Linked DNA regions of Mus musculus: regions 1 and 3 are each linked to region 2. Evidence: chromatin contacts called from public HiChIP or PLAC-seq data. All regions are on one chromosome and are shown on one strand. Each heading gives the region's core, a stretch centred on a gene start, on an enhancer-like site or on the middle of the called end of the contact. The rest is flanking DNA. Distances are from core to core; before and after follow the strand shown. Region 1 holds the start of Pls3 (plastin 3 (T-isoform)). Region 2 holds the start of Tbl1x (transducin (beta)-like 1 X-linked). Region 3 holds the start of 4933407K13Rik (RIKEN cDNA 4933407K13 gene).

Evidence for each region. HiChIP or PLAC-seq counts read pairs in DNA pulled down with a chosen protein or histone mark.
Region 1: an HNF4G HiChIP or PLAC-seq map of pancreatic cancer cells shows a contact between it and region 2. The contact joins the promoter of Pls3 here to the promoter of Tbl1x in region 2. A contact is called at or near these places in 1 of 39 promoter capture datasets (embryonic stem cells) and 2 of 115 datasets of contacts at active chromatin or transcription factors (embryonic stem cells and pancreatic cancer cells).
Region 3: an H3K27ac HiChIP or PLAC-seq map of embryonic stem cells shows a contact between it and region 2, with 6 times the contacts expected there. The contact joins the promoter of 4933407K13Rik here to the promoter of Tbl1x in region 2. A contact is called at or near these places in 2 of 39 promoter capture datasets (cranial neural crest and embryonic stem cells), 2 of 484 Hi-C or Micro-C datasets (both in embryonic stem cells) and 6 of 115 datasets of contacts at active chromatin or transcription factors (embryonic stem cells, pro-B cells and stem cell-derived neural progenitor cells).

Annotation. Positions count from the first base shown.
Region 1 is chrX:75,873,580-75,876,692 of GRCm38.p6, reverse strand. It overlaps Pls3 (plastin 3 (T-isoform)), which reads left to right and starts at 1,523. Exons shown (of 16, transcript NM_001166453.1): 1 at 1,523-1,645.
Region 2 is chrX:77,509,569-77,512,712 of GRCm38.p6, reverse strand. It overlaps Tbl1x (transducin (beta)-like 1 X-linked), which reads right to left and starts at 1,486. Exons shown (of 16, transcript NM_020601.2): 1 at 1,444-1,486.
Region 3 is chrX:75,763,280-75,766,309 of GRCm38.p6, reverse strand. It overlaps 4933407K13Rik (RIKEN cDNA 4933407K13 gene), which reads left to right and starts at 1,611. Exons shown (of 9, transcript NR_029443.1): 1 at 1,611-1,784.

The DNA.
Region 1 (3,113 bases), core at 274-2,773, 1.6 Mb after region 2:
TAGCACAGGTTAGCTTTGAACACTTCAGCAATCCTCCTGCCTCAGTTTCCTTGTCCAGAGCTCCTCTATAAAAAGGTCTAATTATAAGTTTTAGATATACTGGGACAAAACATATATTACTTAAATTAATTTTAACTTTATACTTTTTATGATAAAATCCTTGTAAATACTTCCTGGATCATACAACTTTTATTAGTTCACATACATTGCATTTTATTTATTTATTTATTTATTTATTTATTTATTTATGTGTGTGTGCGCTGCATTGCACATATTTCAAGGCACATGAGTGGAAGTCAGAGGGCAGCTCTCTCCTTCCACCATTTAGGACAGCTTGGCAAGTGCCTTTCCACACTAAGCTCTTTTGCTGGCCCTTGAATTCAATTTTTAAGCTCCTCATACTGTCGAATTCTTCCCTGGCATATGTAACATGGAACTTACCTGAACCAACTTTAAATTTTTACCAAACTTCCCAACAGACTCTTCCTGGTCAACAACAACAATGTGCTTAGGGTTGGAACGCTGCCAAGCAGGAAGTACTGGGGGGGGGGGGTTCTATGGTTCTCATATAAAACAATCTAGCTAGGGTTCAGAGGGACACTTAGACTTTTGGCCCTCCAAGCTCATTTTGGAGCTAGGATGAGCCCATGGATCGAAAAACAAACAGAGAGGAACCCAGTGTAGATGATGGCACAGGGGCAGAACCGTGGGCAACAGAAAAGGTGTCCCCCAATTGTTTCTGGGGAAAGGACACCCACCAGAGGAGACCCACTTAGGGACTACTCCAGTGCAACCAAGTGATGTCTACCACTTCTTCCTTCTCTCACTCACCTCTCACTCCTCCCTCTCAAGGACAAAGCTACCAGACAAGTGATTTAGGCCAACAATTCATTTGGCTGGTGCCAGGAACACACGGGCCTTTCCCTGACTATGATGAAATGGGCGTGCTGGCGGTAGGTGGTTATTCCAGTACTAGATTGTTGAGAACGCCAATTTGAGGCTACCTAGTATGATCCTCTCTCAAAACAAACCAAGCAAAAACAAAGGGGCAGTAGCTGGGAGGTTCCCCAGTTGGAGTCCTTTGGTGTCAGGTCTGAAGAAATCAAAGCGAAGTACTATACCTTCCCAATGATGAGAAAAAGAAAGAAAGAAAAAAAAAAAACCGGCACCGTAACCCCCCCCCCCCCCGCCAACCCCATACCTGACTTAACTAGGAGACGTTCAAACATGCTCCGAATTTCCCAACTTTACAGTTATTTCAGTAATGTTTGTGAAACATGCATTCCACGCCAAGCCTTGTAGATTTACTTCTAAGTTCTTCCACCAGGTAGGGAATGGAAAAACAGGCTTGCAAACAGAGTTCCAGTCCCCATCCCTCCTCATTGCCCATCCCTGCTGCTGCCGGGTCTCTCAGTTCCCCCACCCAGTTGATGTGACAGGCTCCTGGCCCAATCCTCTTCCTGGTTCCCAGGCCGCTGTGAACACCATCTGAGCCAATGGCTGTGGCCGCAGGGCGGAGGAGGCTGGCAAGAGGGGAGGGAGCGCTGGCTTTAGAAGCACAGCTGCAGAGATTCCTAGGGGCAGAAGTTGTCTGAGTGCTTGGTCGGAAGCTGTAGAGCCAGATCAGCGACTCTGCGACTTTTACGTAAGTGCTTTGCAGTTCCAAGGGCTCGAGGGGAGCCGGTTTCCTGGGCGTGGGTAAGAGTGGGTCCTGGTGAGAGCATCTCCGGGAACCTTAGCAGGAACGTGTGTTATACTAGGGGACGGGGGTTGGGCAAAGGGGGAGATCGAAGAAAATTTCATCTGGAGTCTGAGGCTCGGCTCCCGGGCGATCCTCGCCAACGGAATGGGTGGGAGCTCCAAAGGGTTCCTTATTACCACCCTCTGCCATCACTTTTTCTGCTCTTCGCTGCGACTGCTCTCTAGTTCCTCCTAACTTGTTGCCCACCACAGACCGAAGGGCTTAAAAGCCAACACTTACCCAGATTCCCTAAGGCAGCGACCACCCCTGAAGTGGAAATCCTAAGCCTATCTTCCCTCTGCCTTCCATTTCCAGCTACAGCCATTCTTCAATCCATCCCTCCCTCCCTCCCTCCCTCCCTCCCTCCCTTCCTCCTCAGCCGCTGGAAAATCCCAGAGCTAGCAGCGTAGGTCGCTTCCCGCTAGTTCCAAATCGCCCGCTCTAGGTGACCCGGCGGGTTTCTGAGGACCCCGAGGCTCCCAAAGAGGCGGGGCGCGGAGCGGGTGCGGTACCCCCCCCCCCCCCAGGAACCTGGCCTCGGCGGCCCACCTTCTGCCCTCTCCTCTCCCCAGCCCTTAGGCTGAGCTTCGGGACTGCGCCGCGACTCCCTATGAGTAAGCAGTTTTTTGGTTTTTTTGTTTGTTTGTTTTGTTTTTTGTTTTTTTTTTTGTTTTTGTTTTTGGTGTTTTGTGTGTGTGTTGTTGTTGTTGTTGTTTTGTTTTGTTTTTCCTTTCGGTGGCAGAAGCTTTCCAGGCTAGCCCGGAGGTACCTTTTGGTTCTCTCCCCTAGCAGCGCCCTGGCGGTCAGCTTGAGTCCCGATGGCTCTGGTTGTGCAACTCAGAGCTAGCGAGCAGGGCTGCAGCACCCGGGACCGCTCTGGGACCCCTGGGAGGCTGAGCCGAGATGGTGGCTGAAGCCCCATTCCCAGACTCAGCTGCACTTGCCTGTGTTTACTTTTCTCCGCCTGCTTACTTTAGCGACCTAATGAGAGGCCTGAGGACGCCGACTAGCCCTGCGGTCGCCAGTCCCAAAGTTGCTGCTGCTGCTCCACTAGCTCAAGTGTTGGCGGTTCTGAACCTCCCCTGGCTCCAGGCCCTTGCTTGCTCCAGCTTTGCTGACAGTTTACATCCTGAAGACTGGCTTTTCACTGGAGCTGTATAACTGACTACACCAGTGGTGCAGGTCTAGCTTGGATTTAAACTGGGGCGTCTAGTCATATAGGATCAGACCAGAGGGATGCTGCTATCACCCTTCTACTCAGGGGTAATGCAGACAGGGTGAAGGAGCTTGAGTGAATACGGTAGGTAGAAGTGTAGGTTTAAAAACCTACGGAACAGTAAGCATTTACTCCATTTCAACATCACAATGGGTT
Region 2 (3,144 bases), core at 237-2,736:
CCATTTTAATAAGTGGATCAAGTGAACTTCGACTTTCATCGTTGTACTAATTACACTGGTGGGTGGTGCCATGAAAATAATCTGCAGCACACTTGGACACGAAATCCCTTTAAAAATAAAAGTGCCATCTACACTCAACACTATTTCATACCTTGATATGTGTCTTTAGAAATGACCAATGGTAAATTTCATAGGCTCACCAAGACCTATTTGCTACCCTAAACCAAGACTGGGGGGGGGGGGGAGTAGGACAAAGCACTCACTCCTCCTCCTGTATTCTTGTGTCCTCTTTTAAGTTAAACCAGGGACTAGCTCAGAGAAAAACACTAGTCAGGTCAAGGCACACACACCAAAGCAGAACAGAAACAAACACTTGCACTAGCAGTATGGCTTAGGTTTTGGTTAGGGGGAGGGGAGCTGTTTTAGGTTTTGCCCCACAACACTTGGTCAGAAAGAAACAAGCCGACCCTAACTGCGGAATTTACAGTGCGGAGGCCTCTGAGAACGCCAGACGCTGGGGGAAAAAAAAAAAGAAAAAGAAAAAAAGAGAGAGAGAGGGAAAAAAAAAAGCCCCAAGCTCCTGATTGCTCACTGGTCACGCACGTGAAGCCCAGGCCCCATCCAGCACCAGCGGGCCTGTAGTCTCCTCCTAAAGTTGTCACAAAACCCGAAGATCACCGACGTTCAAAGGCGCACCCCTCCTACATAAACTCCTGCTCCCAGCACCCTTCTCTACGTAAGGGAAATTCCTAAGACGAGGATGTGGGTGAGTGCAGATCTGGAGAACCCCTCCCCAGCCCCAAAGCAACAGGTTTACACCCTCCCCAGGCCGTACTGGGCGGTCCCTCTCCCTCACCTAGCCAGAGGAGCCGCCCTCCGTCGTTGTCACCCCCCCACACACACCCTGGTCCCCGAGACCAGGCCTGGGAGTAGGTATGGGGAGGGGGCTCCCGGACTTCCCTGACAGTTTGCGCCTCGGAAACTGATCACAAACGGGCCAGCCACTATCCCCCGCGCGCCGCCGCGCGTCCACCGTGTTCCGGGAGCGCCGGCCCGCGCCTCGAGGATGAATGAGGCTCCCCTCCCCCACAAGGGGATCCCGCGCGGCCCCCAAGTCCCAGGGCGACGCGGGTCAGCCCAGCCAACCCCCTCTGGAGCCTCAGACAAAGAGATGCTGGGACGAACTGCAGAGCGTCCCTAAACTTGCCTTTCCCTCTCCCCAAAACAAAGGCGCACCCAGGCCTTTCCCGCCCCCCGCGCGCGCGGCCACTTCGGGGAGCGGCCGCCCCAGAGGTATTGTTCGGCGTGCAGGGAGCGCGCCCAACCTGGGGTTGGGGGGGCACACGGGAACTTGCCCCTCCTGAAGCTTCAGGGCCCGCGATTGGGGTCACCACCGCGCCCCTCGGCCCGAGAAGTTTGAGCCCCTGCCCGGCGTGTACTCACCTCGCCGCGAGCCGTGCAACTTGTGGCCGCGCACTCAGCGTACTGGCGGGTCCACCGTCACCAACCCCGGGCCGCGCGGAGGCCGACGAGGGCCAAGCGCCCCGGAGCAGCCGCGCGCTACCCCTGGCCCGCCACCTAGTCCACGAGAAGAGCTAGCGCTGGAAAGTTTCGGTGGCGAATGGCGGCCGGAGGGCGCTGCAGCGGCGGCGGGGCGGGGGCGCTGGCGGCTTGTCGCTCCCGAGCGTCGAGACTGGGGGGGGCTGGGCTGGGAGCGGCGGCGGCGGGAGAGGGCGGGACGGCGGGAGGGACCGACACGGCCAGTGACCTCCGCTGGGAGCGGACGCGAGCAAGCCTACCCAGGCTGGGAGACGTGCCAAGAGGGTCGACAGCGCGCCGCCCTCCCCAGACACCTGGAAGAGGCTCTCTACAGCCCTGCCCTCCCCCACCGCGTGCCCGCCGGCCCCTCCCCGAGCTCCTTGGGGGGGCAGCGTCCCCACGCGGCAGCCCCTCCCCCCAGTAAGGGCTAGGACGCCAGGCCCGCCCTTCCCCGGACCAAGTCCAGACCCAGCCCCCCGGGGGCAGGGAAAAGACTTACATCTCGGCACAGTTCTTCACCCTAAAGCCTCCCCACCCCCACCTCTCCCCGCCCCAAGCCCAAGGTGGAGGAGGGAAGCCTGAGCATTGCCCTCTGGGCCCCAACCAGGCCCCTACCAGGCTCAGAGAGGAATGAGGGGGGAACAGGGCCCCTACACGGATACTCAATCCCACACCCCTCACGCCAAGGTGGCTCGGGAGGAGGGGGGATGGGAACAAGGGCCACCCTGAAGATTTAAAGAGGGAATGGTAACCCAAGCCACTGAAAGTGTTACCCTCCCCCACCTCAAAAGATGAAGCCGCCCAGCTAGCCTAGAAGGTTCTCGTGTAACACCATCTCCAAGCGCATCTTCTTCAAAATTAACGACATAAAGCATCCCCCTCCCCAGTTGCCTTTACGCCCACCGCAAAAATTGAGGACTCGGGCGCAGCCATGACCTTTGCAAAACACCTCTCGGCCAATAGTCAGAAATGCATAGGGGAGACGCTTTAACACAAGACTAAGGCACAAATAAGCTGGGACTATGGAGGACTATGTTAGGGTACTGGGGCCCTCAAATCTGTAAATCCCCACCCCCAGGCCTGAAACCGCAGGCGCTGGCAAAGTGTTTTCTGTTGCCAAGGCTGGTAAGGCCCAGCCCTGGCGCTTCCTCTCTTCCACATCGGTGACGATTTCCCCCCATACTCCCGCCTTTAATTCAATTAAATAAATATTCGGCCCTCCTCCTCAGCACCTTTGGTGTCTGCCTTGCTGAGTATTTTTAAAATCAATTTGCCCCTCCCTTAGGCTTCTAATGAGCTCGGTGCTAAGCGCCCAGTAACACTCCGCAATTTAAACCCTAACCTCACTTGCTCCTTCCTTGAACACTAGGCATTTGTTGCTCTGGTAGTTGGGGGTGGAGGGGAGAACCTGGGGCGAGTTTTTAAGGGGCCGGTTCTCCATCAAAAAGGCGGACCTCAAATTTACCTTGCAAAATATTTCTACGAAACGTCAAATATGTCAAACGACTGTTGGTACACAGTTATTAGAGCGCATCAATAAAAAATCCACACTTACACAGTCTCCATAATTGTGAATCAGCAGTACACAGGCTTATTAGCTATCAG
Region 3 (3,030 bases), core at 362-2,861, 1.7 Mb after region 2:
AGCCACCAAACCCAGACACTATTGCATATGCCAGCAAGAATTTGCTGAAAGGACCCTGATATAGCTGTCTCGGGTGAGGCTATGCCAGTGCCTGGCAAATATAGAAGTGGATGCTCACAGTCATCTATTGGATGGAACACAGGGCCCCCAATGGAGGAGCTAGAGAAAGTACCCAAGGAGCTGAAGGGGTCTGCAACCCTATAGGTGGAACAACAATATGAACTAACCACTATCCCCCCAGAGCTCGTGTCTCTAGATGCATATGAAGCAGAAAATGGCCTAGTTGGCCATCATTGGGAAGAGAGGTCCCTTGGTCTTGCAAACTTTATATGACTCAGTACAGGGGAATGCCAGGGCCAAGAAGTAGGAGTGGGTGGGTAGGGTAGCAGGGCGGGCGGGGGAGGGTATAGGGAACTTTCAGGATAGCATTTGAAATGTGAATAAAGAAAATATCTAATAAAAAAGTGGTGTCAGGGGTGTGGGAAAGGGATGAATGAAGTAAATGGCACACACCTTATGAAAGTGTTGAGATGGAGGCCATTATTTTGTCTGATAATTTAAAAAATGTAACAAGAACAGTGCACGCACACACACACACACACACACACACACACACACACACTATCTGTTTTGATTTTCTTGGCTGCAAAGTAGAATGTGATGCTATGAAAACAGGAGGGAAATGGGAGGGTAGACTTAAGTACTTAGGTGGGGAGGGTTATGGGAGGGTAAAGTGTAGGTCAGGATAACCAAAAGGGATAAATAATAAGATGGATGTTTGAAAAAGCCATAATCACACCTATTATTTATAAGCTTTCTTAAATCAATCAATCTATCCATCCATCCATCCAACCATCTACCTACCTATATCCACAGGTGGTGACACACTTTTTAATCTTGGGCCTCAGGATGCAAATTCATGTGGGATCTATGTTAGCTCAAGGCCTTCTAGTCTACAGAGGGAGTTTGAGGATAGCCAAAGTAGCACAGAGAAACCCTGTCTTACTAATAAATTTAAAAAAAAAAATCCGGTGCCAAGTGTCTGAAACTTCCCTGTGAGTTTTGTAGTTTTATGGTCCAAGAGATTTCCCCAAACAATTCAGGGGTATTGCCATCAGTCTGGTTGCCTGCTAGAGCTTGGGGATATGACCCTAGTACTGGGCTGGAGAAACGATTCAGCAGTTAAGAGGTCCCACTGCTCTTCCAGAGGGCCCAGATACAATTCCCAGCATTTACATAGCAGCTCACGTCCATCTGTTTCTACAACTCCAGTTCCAAAAGGTTTAGTGCCTTCCCTCTCCGATCCTATTCTGGACATTTCAGGCACTAGGAATACATGTGGTACACAGACATGCAGGCAAAACATCCACAATGGCCTGGTGGCACAGAACTCTAATGCTTATTAAACCATATTTAAGCTGATTTTTTTCTGTAAATACTTTTGAGAATCTTGGATGGCTTTTTTTTCCGGTCATACGATTCCTTCAGTACTTAATGGATCCAAACAGCATCGCAGCGACTAGATAAAAGAGCTGTTCCCAGATCCCTGCCGCTTTCCCAGACCCATTGCTCCTCCTCTTTGAGACACCGGGGCGGATCTACGTAGTCTCATATCCGCAGGGCGGAGCGAGCACTCAGTAAGAAAGGATAGCTTTTCTCCCTTTTCTGCTTCGCTCCCAACTAAGAATGCAGAGTCAGGGAGATGGCGCAGAGACAATGCTGCTGTCCATTGAAGCCCTCCAAAGGTCGGAGATTCGATCACAGGACAGCCTGGCCTGGACCAAGTAAGTTTATCCCTACTCTCTGACTCCTTCTGAGATGCGGAAGGAGTTGGTGGATAGAGCGGTCTTTGTGCATCTCCTCTCCCCTCTGAGTGTGTAACCCTGAGCTGGGAGCCTTGGGCTTTAGAGCGCGCAGGGATCCCTCTGGGCAGAGGAGGGAACACCACGTGACTTGGCCTTGTTGGTGAGTTTAGGGATAGTGAGTTTTGTGCTCTGGGCAGCATCTGGAGAGCCTTGGTGGAAGAGCCTCATGGGGGACTCGGAAGCAGTTCCCTAGAACAGAATGCTGAGAAAGCTGAGAGGTTTCAGGGACCTTCACCCTAACCCACCGCTAGGGAGGTGCAGGTACTGGGGTGGTTTGAACTGTATAATTGTTAAAGCATGGGCTGCCCTGTGGGTGGCTGCTTCGACTCCCCAAACTTAACCACTAAGAACTTTTACTATTAGGGATGTTTTAAACAGACAGACAAGTAGACAGACAGACGGACCCTACAAACAGAAGCAGCAAAACCCTCTGCATTTGTGAGTGTGCATTGGCAAGTTCTCACAAAATAATCAGGGCCATTCTTTCTGTTTTTCGTTTTCTTTTTCTAGTTTTGTTTTTGTTTTTTTTTTTTTTTTCCCCGAGGCATGGTGGTCTCTGTGTGTAGTTCTGGCTGTCCTGGAACGCACTCTGTAGACCAAGCTGGACTCAAACGCATGGAGATGCCACTGCACTCTGCCTCCCAAGTGCTGGAACTAAAGGCGTGGGCCGCCACTGCCTGGTGCCCATGTACATCTTCATTGCTCTAGACTCTAGACTTGTGGACCTGGGCAGGTAGGAAATTATGGTTCTGCTGATTATTGCAGCACTGATTGTAGATACCGAAGCCTTGCACATACACGGAAAGCCACTCTGCTGCAGAATTGTATGCTCCTTGTAATAGTAAAGGAATAATTAAACTTGGAAATTAAAAAAAAAAGAAATGATTTGAGATACTAAGGTCTATAATAATACACAATGTGCCTAAGTCGAGCAAGTCCTATTTTAAAAGTAGGTCAGATGCTATGTATTTATAGGAATGTCTGCATTTGTGTGAAAGTGTATACAAGATACTTGTATTTCTTGTTATTCATACCAAAGGAGAAGTAATGAAGTGATAGATATAGTTCCTATTTACCACAATAACTACTATATTCAAATACAGTACTTTTTTTGCTGAGTTTTAAATCATATGTAGGAAAATGTAAGCTTCCTCTAGAGTCTAGA